2 separate regions of the Zea mays genome follow, and region 1 is linked to region 2. The links are chromatin contacts, called in public Hi-C maps. All regions are on one chromosome and are shown on one strand. Each heading gives the region's core, a stretch centred on a gene start, on an enhancer-like site or on the middle of the called end of the contact. The rest is flanking DNA. Distances are from core to core; before and after follow the strand shown. Region 1 has its middle 7.7 kb from the start of LOC103636024. Region 2 holds the start of LOC103637341 (protein ROOT HAIR DEFECTIVE 3).

Region 1 (6,307 bases), core at 3,433-5,932, 43 kb before region 2:
AGGACTTTGTCTTTGGGGGAGAAAATAAGCGCCCAAGGCAAACGACCGGACTTCGTCTTTGGTATAATCTTAACCCATTTACTTATGACCAAAGGGGAAGATAATTCTTCGAGGGCTCTAATGATTCCGTTTTTGGCGATTCATGCCAAAGGGGGAGAAAGTATGAGCCCAAAGCAAAAGGACCGCACCACCACCAATTTCAAAAACTTAGTGTTGAATATTTTCAATTGGTATCCTATTGTGTTCAAAAGGGGGAGAAAGTAGTATTTCAAAATGATATATCAAAACCCTCTTGAACACTAAGAGGAGGATCTCATTTAGGGGGAGTTTTGTTTAGTCAAAGGAAAAGCATTTAAAACAGGGGGAGAAAATTTCAAATCTTGAAAATGCCTTGCAAACTCTTATTCATTTACCTTTGACTATTTGCAAAAGAACTTTGAAAAGAATTTACAAAAGAGTTTTGCAAAAACAAAACATGTGGTGCAAGCGTGGTCCAAAATGTTAAAAGTAAGAAACAATCCATGCATATCTTGTAAGTAGTTATATTGGCTCAATTCCAAGCAACCTTTACACTTACATTATGCAAACTAGTTCAATTATGCACTTCCATATTTGCTTTGGTTTGTGTTGGCATCAATCACCAAAAAGGGGGAGATTGAAAGGGAATTAGGCTTACACCTAGTCCCTAATTAATTTTGGTGGTTGAATTGCCCAACACAAATAATTGGACTAACTAGTTTGCCCAAGTGTATAGATTATACAGGTGTCAAAAGTTCACACTCAGCCAATAAAAAGATCAAGTGTTGGATTCAACAAAAGAGCACAGGGCCAACCGAAGGCACCTCTGGTCTGGCGCACCGGACTGTCCGGTGTGCCACCGGACAGCGTCCGGTGCACCACCGGACATGTCCGGTGTACCAGAGGACTCCAACGCAAACTCGGCACCTTCGGGAAATTCCAGAGGCGACTCCGCTATAATTCACCGGACTGTCCGGTGCTCCAAGGGAAGTCGGCCTCAGGAACTCGCCAGCTTCGGGAAACGCCAACGGCTAGTCCGCTATAATTCACCGGACTGTCCGGTGTGCACCGGACTGTCCGGTGCAACTCCGGAGCAACGGCTATCCGGCGCCAACGGCTACCTGCGAAGCATTTATTGCGCGCGCAGCGCGCGCAGAAGTCAGAGTCGCCCATACTGGCACACCGGACAAGGAACAGTGCATGTCCGGTGTGCACCGGACACCCAGGCGGGCCCACAAGTCAGAAGCTCCAACGGTCAGAATCCAACGGCAGTGATGACGTGGCAGGTGCACCGGACTGTCCGGTGCGCCATCGTGCAGACAGCCTCCCAACGGCCACTTTTGGTGGTTGGGGCTATAAATACCCCAACCACCCCACCATTCATTGCATCCAAGTTTTCCACTTCCCAACTACTACAAGAGCTCTAGCATTCAATTCTAGACACACCAAAGAGATCAAATCCTCTCCAAATTCCACACAACGCCATAGTGACTAGAGAGAGTGATTTGCTTGTGTTCTTTCGAGCTCTTGCACTTGGATTGCTTTCTTCTTTCTTGATTCTTTCATTGCGATCAAACTCACTTGTAATTGAGGCAAGAGACACCAAACTTGTGGTGGTCCTTGTGGGAACTTTGTGTTCCAAGTGATTGAGAAGAGAAAGCTCACTCGATCCGTGGGATCGCTTGAGAGAGGGAAGGGTTGAAAGAGACCCGGCCTTTGTGGCCTCCTCAACGGGGAGTAGGTTTGCAAGAACCGAACCTCGGTAAAACAAATCCGCGTGTCACACTCTCCATTTACTTGCGATTTGTTTTCCACCCTCTCTCGCGGACTCGTTTCTTTATTACTAACGCTAACCCGGCTTGTAGTTGTGTTTATATTTGTAAATTTCAGTTTCGCCCTATTCACCCCCCCTCTAGGCGACTATCAGCACCTCCTGTTGACGTGGCCGGTCTGCGCCCTAGGTTGGACGATGTGGAAGCTCCTCCGAAGCCGAGGTCGAGTCTGTCTTCCGTAGCCGAGGTCGAGTCCGAGCCCCTGGGTCGGGCGAGGCGGAGGCCGCCGGCTGAGGCCAGGGCAGAGTCCGAGCCCTGGGGTCGGGCGGAGCGGAGTTCGCCGTCTTCTGGGGCTGAGCCCAAGTCCGAGCCCTGGGTCGGGCGGAGCGGAGTTCGCCGTCTTTCGGGACTTAGCCCGAGTCCGAGCCCTGGGTCGGGCGGAGCGGAGTTCGCCGTCTTTCGGGGCTTAGCCTGAGTCCGAGCCCTGGGTCGGGCAGAGCGGAGCTTCCTATGGTGCCTTCGGCCGGGCCTGACTGCCTGTCAGTCTCACTATGTCAAGTGGCACCGCAGTCGGAGTGGCGCAGGCGGCGCTGTCCTTCTGTCAGGCCGGTCAGTGGAGCGGCGAAGTGACGGCGGTCACTTCGGCTCTGCCGGCTGGAGGGCGCGCGTCAGGATAAAGGTGTCAGGCCACCTTTGCATTAAATGCCCCTGCGATTTGGTCGGTCGGTGCGGCGATTTGGTCAGGGTTGCTTCTTGGCGAAGACAGGGCCTCGGGCGAGCCGGAAATATGTTCGCCGCTGGAGGGGGGCTTCGGGCGAGACGGAAATCCTCCGGGGTCGGCTGCCCTTGTCCGAGGCTAGGCTCGGGCGAGGCGTGATCGAGTTCCTCGAATGGACTGATCCCTGACTTAATCGCACCCATCAGGCCTTTGCAGCTTTGTGCTGATGGGGGTTACCAGCTGAGAATTAGGAGCCTTAAGGGTACCCCTAATTATGGTCCCCGATAATTTGGTACTCGGCAAAGAGTCAAATTACGGTAGTGAATGGTTTATAACTATGTTATTATATTTCCCTTGATATATATTATTAAATTACGGATAAGTTAGTGGCGTCGGCTTTAGAACTATGAGAGGTGCTATTCCTTTCAATTATATATATCTACTTCACTTATACATCTGGTTACAAACGAGCGATATGTTTAACCATTAGCTAAACATATCGATGGTTAACATAAACATTCTATGTACATATACTAACAACTAAATAGCTAGCTAACTATATACACTAACAACTAAATAGGTATCTAACTATATCCTTAGTAATAAAATAATACTAAACTACTAACTAAATATAAAAACACTAAGATAATACAATACTAAGTACTAAACTAAATTAATAGTAACTAACCACTAGTTACTAACTAACCATTAACTAAACACTAAGACAATACGCCACTAGTTACTAACTAACCACTAGCTACTAACTAACTACTAACGAACTAGCTACTAACTCACCGGGCGGTGTGACGGTCGAGATAGGGCGGTGCGTCGGGCCGGTGAGGCGGGCGGCCGAGGTGTGGGGCCGCGGCCAGGCGGCGCGTCGGGCTGGGGAGGGCGGCGACGTCGAAAGGGGCGGTCGGGCAGTGAGAGAGGGGAAAGGAAAGAATGGAGAAAGGAAAGGGCAGAAGCACTTAAATCTTAGCTCAGCACCAAGATTGTGGTGCCAGACTAGGGTGCCACGTCGGCGCCACGACAGCCCTCGCCGACGCTGCCACGTCACGCTTCGGTGCCATAGTCTATGGCGCCGAGCTATGTTTCATCGACGCCACGACCTATGACGTCGAGCAAAAAGTCCAAAACAGAAAATAATTCGGTCAGGGGTCTAAACGTCAATCAATTTATTTTGAAAAAAGGACTAAAATAAAAAAATCGGTTATATTCGCAATAAATATGTGTGGCTACTCGCTAGTAATAGTCACGACCATCAGGTGGTGATTATTGAACCGCTCGATTTCTTAAAAGCAAGGATCATTTTAATTTGGTGACGGAGAGAATAGCAAAAGAAGATGTCTCGAACGCTGCTACGCGTGTTGTTGTCGTGGTATACTGTGCGTAGCGATGAACTGGATTCGGGAATTGAGTAGGTAGCAGGTAAAGGCTGGCCCAACAAGGCCCGCACCGTTTGTTTCCTTTCCTTGGTTATCATGGATGGACAGGTCCAGCCCAACGCGGCGGCCTAGGAGTACTAATGGGCCGACAGCGAAAATCAATGAAATGGCTCTGCTGTCTATTGCTGCTCCAGCCAGCGTCTTTTTTTTTCCACAAAAAGAAATCTCTCATCAACGGATTCTTTTTTTGTTAGATAAGAAAAAGAAAAGGTCTGGTCAACGTACGACAGGCAGCAGATACGTTGCTTGCTTTTTTGTTGCTGATAATGCTTTGCGTGACAGCAAGATATGAGGAAAAAAACGGATGGCATGTGATGTTACTTATCTAGTAGTCACTTATTTCCTTCGTGGCTAAGGCGGGCGTTATTTAGCACTCACTAACTAGTAGTATCTGGTGAAGATAATAATACATACATACATACATACCCACCCTTATAGTATATACGAATGTGCAACGGCAACGCAAACTTAAATAGAACTGAGCATAATAAATGATCTATCTATAGATTTGGTGTTTATTATCATCGACCCAATCCCATGGATCCGGAATAAGACAAGGCTAGGCAGTTGGGCGTGCGCACGAGGAGGCTGTCCCGCCGAGAGGACGCCGCGCCGTAGGAACTCGCGTGCGCCACCGCCAGCCGCCCGGCCCGGAGCGAGGAGGAGGAGATCTGCAACGCTTCGCTGTGGCAACGTCGATATGGACACATCGCAGCTGCTTTATTCCCCGCGCCTTTTCCCTGCCAATTCCAAAGCGGCCCATGTCATGATGCGCTGTCACCGCCACCGTCCACTCGGCTCGCTGTCAGGATGGCCTGCTTCGGATCCGCGGCAGGGCCGTGTTTTCGACTGATAGCTACCTTCTGTACATAGATTCCAAAGCTTATGACGAAAGATTTGTGGGGTGTTTGGTTTGAGGAACCACTCCATTCAAAATAAAGTGATGTACCATTGGTTCATTTCTCAAATTTGGTAGGATAACTTTATTGCACATATTCGTATTAATTAACTAACTATGAGGAATAAAGTGGTGATATATCAACTTATTCCATTCCACAAAACCAAACAAAAAAAGTTAGGAGTGAGAAGATGATCGACTAGCTCATTACTCAAACCAAATACCCATTAGAGTATGACGAGGCGGCCTATTAATAATTACTCAATATTGTTTTTAGACAACAAACTAGCTAATCTATACTACCTATTAAGGCTCTAAGGGGTAGGCTGCCTCCCCTGGTTCTGCCTTCAGCCAATCTGCACCGTCCACTCGCTTCCGTAAATCTACACCGTTCATCCGCCCACCCCACGTTCGTCCCCCCGCCTCCCACTCCCCCACCCCGCGTGAGCCGCCGCCTCCCTGCCTCCCCTCCAGTCCGCCGCTCTCCCGCGGATCGTTCACCTCCACTCCATTCCGAGAATCTCATCAGCACGCTCTCCGGCGCGGCGGCGGCCCTTCCTCTGAGACCAGTAGCTCGCCGCCGGAGTCATCCCCTTCCCCAATCCCCGCGTCGCGTCTCGCCGTCTCCCATCAATGCTGCACCTTCACCGTGCCCCGCCCGCATCTACCCGTGTCGCCAGAGCTCCCTCCCCCACCCCCCATGGCGCTCGCCGCGACAGGCGCCCCCCGCGCAGACATCGTGAGCGGGTCGCCCAACAAAGCCCTGCCGCCCTCACCCGCCTCGAACCCTAAAACTCCTCAACCGCCAACGCTGTCGTGCTCTACTTCCGGCGAGACGACCTGCCTCGGCACCCCCGCCCCTCCTCCCCGGATCCGGTGCCCCTGCTCGTCGTGCGGTCTCCACCCCCGACAGGCACCAGGCGTTGCTCCACCCCGAGGAGCAAAGAGAGAAGAGGAGCAAAGAGAGAAGTTCGAATGGAGAAGAGGAGGGGCCGCCTCCCCCGAGCGGCCATCGCCACCCCAACACCTACGACAGCCGCCTCCCCCACCCCGCTCGAGAGGTCCGTGCCCGTTGGGCAGTTGGACGAGGATGGGTACGACATCCATGTCGATAAGGGGGTCATGCGGATCCGCGACGAACGCCGACGCCTCCATGCTCGAGTGCGTCGCTCCCCCAACCGGCTCTACTCGATCCGACTCGACATCACGCACCCTGTGTGCCTTACTGCTCGGCGCGTGGACACGGCGTGGCGGTGGCATGAGCGCTTCGGGCATATCACACTCCATCGCTCCTCATGGTGATGCCGCCGAGGGAACCGCAACGACTACAACGAAGCCGTCCGCGATGCCGTCAGTGGTTGCCCACATAGGGGCATGCTCCACCATGCGCGCACCTTGCCCTGCACACCGGCGGACACACCCTGCGGCTGCCCACACAAGGGTGAGTCCGTCG
Region 2 (6,307 bases), core at 3,141-5,640:
ACAAGACGAGCACGGGGTGGTGACAAGGAACAAGGCACGACTTGTGGCAAAAGGTTATGCCCAAGTCGCAGGTTTGGACTTTGAGGAGACTTTTGCTCCTGTGGCTAGGCTAGAGTCCATTCGCATTTTGCTAGCATATGCCGCTCACCATTCTTTCAGGTTGTTCCAAATGGATGTGAAGAGCGCTTTCCTCAACGGGCCAATCAAGGAGGAGGTGTACGTGGAGCAACCCCCTGGCTTCGAGAATGAACGGCACCCCGACCACGTGTGTAAGCTCTCTAAGGCGCTCTATGGACTTAAGCAAGCCCCAAGAGCATGGTATGAATGCCTTAGAGACTTTTTAATTGCTAATGCTTTCAAGGTTGGGAAAGCCGATCCAACTCTTTTTACTAAGACTTGTGATGGTGATCTTTTTGTGTGCCAAATTTATGTCGATGACATAATATTTGGTTCTACTAATCAAAAGTCTTGTGAAGAGTTCAGCAGGGTGATGACTCAGAAATTCGAGATGTCGATGATGGGCGAGTTAAGCTACTTCCTTGGGTTTCAAGTGAGGCAACTCAAGGATGGAACCTTCATCTCTCAAACCAAGTACACACAAGATTTGATCAAGCGGTTTGGGATGAAGGACGCCAAGCCCACAAAGACACCGATGGGAACCGACGGACACACCGACCTCAACAAAGGAGGTAAGTCCGTTGATCAAAAAGCATACCGGCCTATGATAGGGTCTTTACTTTATTTGTGTGTTAGTAGACCGGATATTATGCTTAGTGTATGCATGTGTGCTAGATTTCAATCTGATCCAAGGGAGTGCCACTTAGTGGCTGTGAAGCGAATTCTTAGATATTTAGTCGCTACGCCTTGTTTCGGGATCTGGTATCCAAAGGGGTCTACCTTTGACTTGATTGGATATTCAGATTCCGACTATGCTGGATGTAAGGTCGATAGGAAGAGTACATCGGGGACGTGCCAATTCTTAGGAAGGTCCCTGGTGTCATGGAGTTCTAAGAAACAAACCTCCGTTGCCCTATCCACCGCTGAGGCCGAGTATGTTGCCGCAGGACAGTGTTGCGCGCAACTACTTTGGATGAGGCAAACCCTTAGGGACTTTGGCTACAATCTGAGCAAAGTCCCACTCCTATGTGATAATGAGAGTGCTATCCGCATGGCGGATAATCCTGTTGAACACAGCCGCACAAAGCACATAGACATCCGACATCACTTTTTGAGAGACCACCAGCAAAAGGGAGATATCGAAGTGTTTCATGTTAGCTCCGAGAACCAGCTAGCCGATATCTTTACCAAACCTTTAGATGAGCAGACCTTTTGCAAGTTGCGTAGTGAGCTAAATGTCTTAGATTCGCGGAACTTGGATTGATTTATAGCATACATGTGTTTATGCCTTTGATCATGTTTCTTATGCATTTTGTTGCTTACTTGTGGTGCTCAAGTTGTACAAACATTCCCCGGACCTCACAAGTCCGTTGCAAAGGAATGCACATATTTAGGGGGAGATGTGTTACAACTTGACCCTTTGAGACTAACCGTGTGCTTGAGTTTATTTGTTTTAGTCTCAAAGGAGGTTTGAAAGGGAAAAGGTGGACTTGGACCATGAAAGACTTCCACTGCACTCCGATGAGAGGGTAACTTATTCCAAGTTCATCTCATGTACTCTTAGTGCCTTTATATTCTTATTGAAGATTTTGGTGAGGCAATGGGGTTCTAGGGCCAAGATTGATCCCGTTTTGGTGCTTGATGCCAAAGGGGGAGAAAATAAAGGCCAAAGCAATAAATGGATCAGCTACCACTTGAGAATTTTGAAAATAATAGAATAGAGATTTTGTTTTGTCAAAATACTCTTATTGGCTCTTTTTGTCAAAAGTTGGCTTCTTGTGGGGAGAAGTGTTGATTATGGGAAAATGGGGAGTTTTTGAAATCTTGAATCAATTTCTCTTGGAACGATTCTCTTTATGTCTTAACAAGTGTGTTTGACTTAGAGATAGAAATGTGAGTTTGATTTGCAAAAACAAACCAAGTGGTGGCAAAGAGTGATCCATATATGCCAAATATGAATCAAAACAAATTTGAGTTTTCATTTGCATTAATATTGCACTTGTTCTAGTTGCTTTATGTTGTGTTGGCATAAATCACCAAAAAGGGGGAGATTGAAAGGGAAATGTGCCCTTGGGCCATTTCTAAGTATTTTGGTGATTGAGTGCCAACACAAGTGCTTTTGTGTTAATCTATGCAAAGTGGTGGACAAAGTGCAAATCATGTCAAAAGGTGTGTTTCTAGACTTAGTACATTGTTTTATGGACTAATGTATTGTGTCTAAGTGCTGGAAACAGGAGAAAACAAAATGGAAAGAGATTGCCTTGTTTCAGCCATAGCCAGCACTGTCTGGGTGCACCGGACTGTCCGGTGGTGCACCGGACAGTGTCCGGTGTGCCAGGCTGGCTCAGGCGAACTTGGCGCTCTCGGGAATAAATTGGCGGCGTACGGCTATAATTCACCGGACTGTCCGGTGTGCACCGGACTGTCCGGTGAGCCAACGGTCGGCCGGGCCAACGGTCGGCTGCGCGATCTGCGCGAGACACGTGGCCGAGCCAACGGTCGGGAGGGGGCACCGGACTGTCCGGTGTGCACCGGACAGTGTCCGGTGCGCCAACGGCTCTCAGGCGCCAACGGTCGGCTTCGCCAGGAAAGGAAAGAAATCCGCACCGGACTGTCCGGTGCGCCAGGCGACAGAAGGCAAGATTTGCCTTCCTGGAATGCTCTCAACGGCTCCTAGCTGCCTTGGGGCTATAAAAGGGACCCCTAGGCGCATGGAGGAGTACACCAAGCATCCTCTAAGCATTCCTAAGCACTAAGACATCGATTCCGCGCCTTTGATTCTTTGCGATAGCAATTAGAGCTCTAGTTGAGTTGTGAACTCATTGAGTTGTGTTGTGAGCTCTTGTTGCGATTTGTGTGCGTGGTGTTGCTGTGATCTTTGTGTCTTGAGTGTGTTGCTCATCCCTCCCTTACTCCGTGCTTCTTTGTGAACTTCAAGTGTAAGGGCGAGAGACTCCAAAGTGTGGAGATTCCTCGCAAACGGGATATAGTAAAGCAAGCAAAACACCGTGGTATTCAAGTGGATCTTTGGATCGCTTGAGAGGGGTTGATTGCAACCCTCGTCCGTTGGGACGCCACAACGTGGAGTAGGCAATCGTTGGTCTTAGCCGAACCATGGGATAAACCACTGTGCCATCTCTGTGATTGATCTCTTGTGGTTATTGTGTTTTGTTGAGACTCCTCTCTAGCCACTTGGTATTATTTGTGCTAACTCCTAATCAAGTTTTGTGAGTTAAAATTCAAGTTTTATAGGATCACCTATTCACCCCCCTCTAGGTGCTCTCACCCTCCTGGGTATCTTACTTGCCGTCATCCCTAGTTACATGTTTAGGCCCCTTGGGAACACAGAAATATGAAAACACAAGATTAGGGTTAGCTATGAAATACAATCCTATAAGAAGGAAGAATTCAAGAATATTTCTCACCTAACCTTTGGATGTTACGCAGGAATTTGAATTGAGAGACATGAGCCATACAGAAGTTTCCAAGAGGTTGGTCCTCTTGTTTTCTCTCTCCAAAACTTGTATGGAGGAAAGAAATTCAAAGGAATTTTAAGGCTTATATAGAAAATGTTCCTGTAGAGAAACCCTTAAAAATCTTGATATTTTCTTTGTTCCAAAGGAGCTTTTAGGGGTGTTTGGTTTCTCTTACTAAAGTTTACGTTTGGTTTGTATCACATTGGACATTTGAATGTCAATTATGCGTATTAAATATATTCAAATTATAAGACTAATTACATATATGAAGATAAATGTCTAGACGAATTTATTAAATCTAAATGGTATATGGCTATCAAATGTTTACTGTAGCATCACGTGGACGAATCATGAACTAATTTAGCTTAATAGATTTATCTTATTGTTTACTCCTCATCTTTATAATTAGTTTTATAATTTGACTCTATCTAATGATTCTAACTAATATCTAAACATCCGATATGGTATTAAACACCACCTTAGAGCATCTCCAACAATGTCTTAAATCAGTGTCTTATCTTAAAATATAGGGCTCAACACATAAAAACACAGCTCCAACAATGTATATCTTACAAAATTTTATCAAATAAATATAAGTCACAACATCAAGTGACCCAAATATACTACACCTTAGACTAGTGCCCTATTCTTATTTTCTAATTTTTAACACTTTCTTTTCTCATAATGTAATTTAATTACTAAAATACATGATTTAGGCACTAAATAATATAGTATTTTAATTTTTAGGACATTAGTTTGCGTCATTTTAAGCCTTGTTGGGTTGCACACTCAAGCCCTTACGGCCTTACTTGTTACCCATACCCCATGCTCTTCTGCTTTTCGAAAATTACAATCACCCACCTTCCAATAAAAGCGCACACGCCTTCGTGCACCTCCCCGGTCTCTCCCCCTTTCCTCTCCCTTCCCCCTTCCCCCGCCTCCGCCATCGCCGACGCCGACCCCCACACCGGCCGACGCGCGAGCCCCGGCACCATCTTCACACGGTCCGTGTCCCTTCTCCCCTCTTTCCCCGATCAGATTGAATTTTCTTGCCTTCCTCCCGTCCGCGCCTGGTGCCTATCTACCTGTGCTGCAGGCCTCCCTGGACGCCGCCGGCGCAGGGGTGGAGATCCGTCCCAAACTTTCTCTGGTTGTGTTGGTTAGGACGCCCTAGTTTTCTTGCTTGTTTTGGTCTGCAGAAACTTCTCGCTGTGAACCCTCAAATCCAAATCTCCCTTCCTGGGATGGACGATGGATCCCTCGGCTTGTGGCAGATTTGCTTGTGCGCTTTGTAGAACAAGTATTTACTTTCCCCATGACCAGATTCTCGAGGGGTTCAGCTGAGCTCCACGCTCTCGTGGTAACCCGACGCTGATACTGTACCCTGTGCGATCTTTAGTAATAATTGCAGTATTCAGCCGTAGATGACCTAAGGAGAAGCGTAGTTAGCGCAGATATCCATCAATTTGCACCCTTTGTACAGTAACATTGCTGTTATGCAGTTTCTACCCAATTTAATACTGCTGATCTCTACCGGAATTCTGAGGCATGGGCCACAAAACAAAGGTCCATCGAGTTGGTTTTTGTATGGTGTACACAAAAATCTGCCAATAATTATTTGATCGTGCAGTATGAAAAGTACCTGATTATTCACCAGTACAGTCTGATAGCCTTCTCCTTAAAAGTCCAATATATTTCTTCTTGTGCTGATATTATTCACTAAGGACTTACGCTAATCAACTATTTTCAATTTTATTTTGGGGGGAAATGCTGGAAGCAGGCGAATGCTGCAATCATATTGCTTTTAATTCGTTTTTTCCTTCTGATTTTGGATGTGGTGGTTTATTCATTTTTGAATTCTGCAGAGCATAAATGGGTGATGCGTGTTTCTCAACACAGCTAATTGATGGAGATGGGATCTTCAACGTCTCCGGATTGGAGAACTTCATGAAGGATGTCAGATTGGGTGAATGCGGGCTGTCCTATGCTGTTGTATCAATAATGGGCCCGCAAAGTAGTGGTATGGTGTCTCTCTTTTCCGTTGTTTTGATTCTGTTCACTGCATGCTTCCTTTGTCTGATTACACCATGGTTTCTCTCATTTTCTTGTAGGGAAAAGTACACTTTTGAATCATCTTTTTGGCACCAATTTTAGGGAGATGGATGCCTTCAGAGGAAGGCATGTTTCTAGTCCCTTCTGATTTATCTTCCATTTCTCATTACAAGCCTTCTTGGCTCTGGTGCAGCCTGTTCTTCTTTACCTTATTTAGTATTTTTTTTGATACCATCAGGTCACAGACTACCAAAGGTATATGGCTAGCGAAGGCCCAGAATATTGAACCGTGCACCCTTGTAATGGATTTGGAAGGAACTGATGGAAGAGAGAGGGGAGAGGTAATAAAACTAGCATACCTCCAATTTTGATGTGGTTTGGTTTTGATGTGGTGCTACTGGTGTCAGAGAGACCATATGCTTAATTGTACTTGTTCCTATAAGTTTTTTTCCTTATATTATAAATCTGAAACAAAGTTTCTTTGATATCCCAAGTATCTTCTGCATCCTGAACTTTGCTGTGGCATATTGTATAGTGGAGCCTCTTAATTACTCTCTATTAATTTAAAATTATTAATTTATTATTAATTTATTATAGTGGAGCCTCATATTGTTGAGTAAGCCTCATCTCATCTTGTAATAAGTTGAATTTTGCTGAAACTG

The links. Hi-C and Micro-C count contacts between places; a contact is called where the count stands out from the background.
Region 1: a contact with region 2 is called in a Hi-C map of ear, with 2.3 times the contacts expected there. The contact joins the enhancer-like site here to the promoter of LOC103637341 in region 2. A contact is called at or near these places in 5 of 25 Hi-C or Micro-C datasets (ear, endosperm, leaf and 1 more).

What each region holds. Positions count from the first base shown.
Region 1 is chr8:142,776,141-142,782,447 of Zm-B73-REFERENCE-NAM-5.0, reverse strand. No RefSeq gene overlaps it. Among protein-coding and RNA genes, the nearest start is that of LOC103636024, 7.7 kb to the right of the region's middle. Within about 2 kb of position 4,682, at least 18 of the 20 cell types and tissues checked have an H3K27ac peak or open chromatin away from gene starts, as enhancers often do. A contact at or near this core is called in ear, endosperm, leaf and 1 more, where this site is marked.
Region 2 is chr8:142,732,586-142,738,892 of Zm-B73-REFERENCE-NAM-5.0, reverse strand. LOC103637341 (protein ROOT HAIR DEFECTIVE 3) reads left to right here and starts at 4,390. Exons shown (of 23, transcript XM_008659560.3): 1 at 4,390-4,597; 2 at 5,459-5,613; 3 at 5,705-5,771; 4 at 5,884-5,986. The coding sequence starts at 5,466.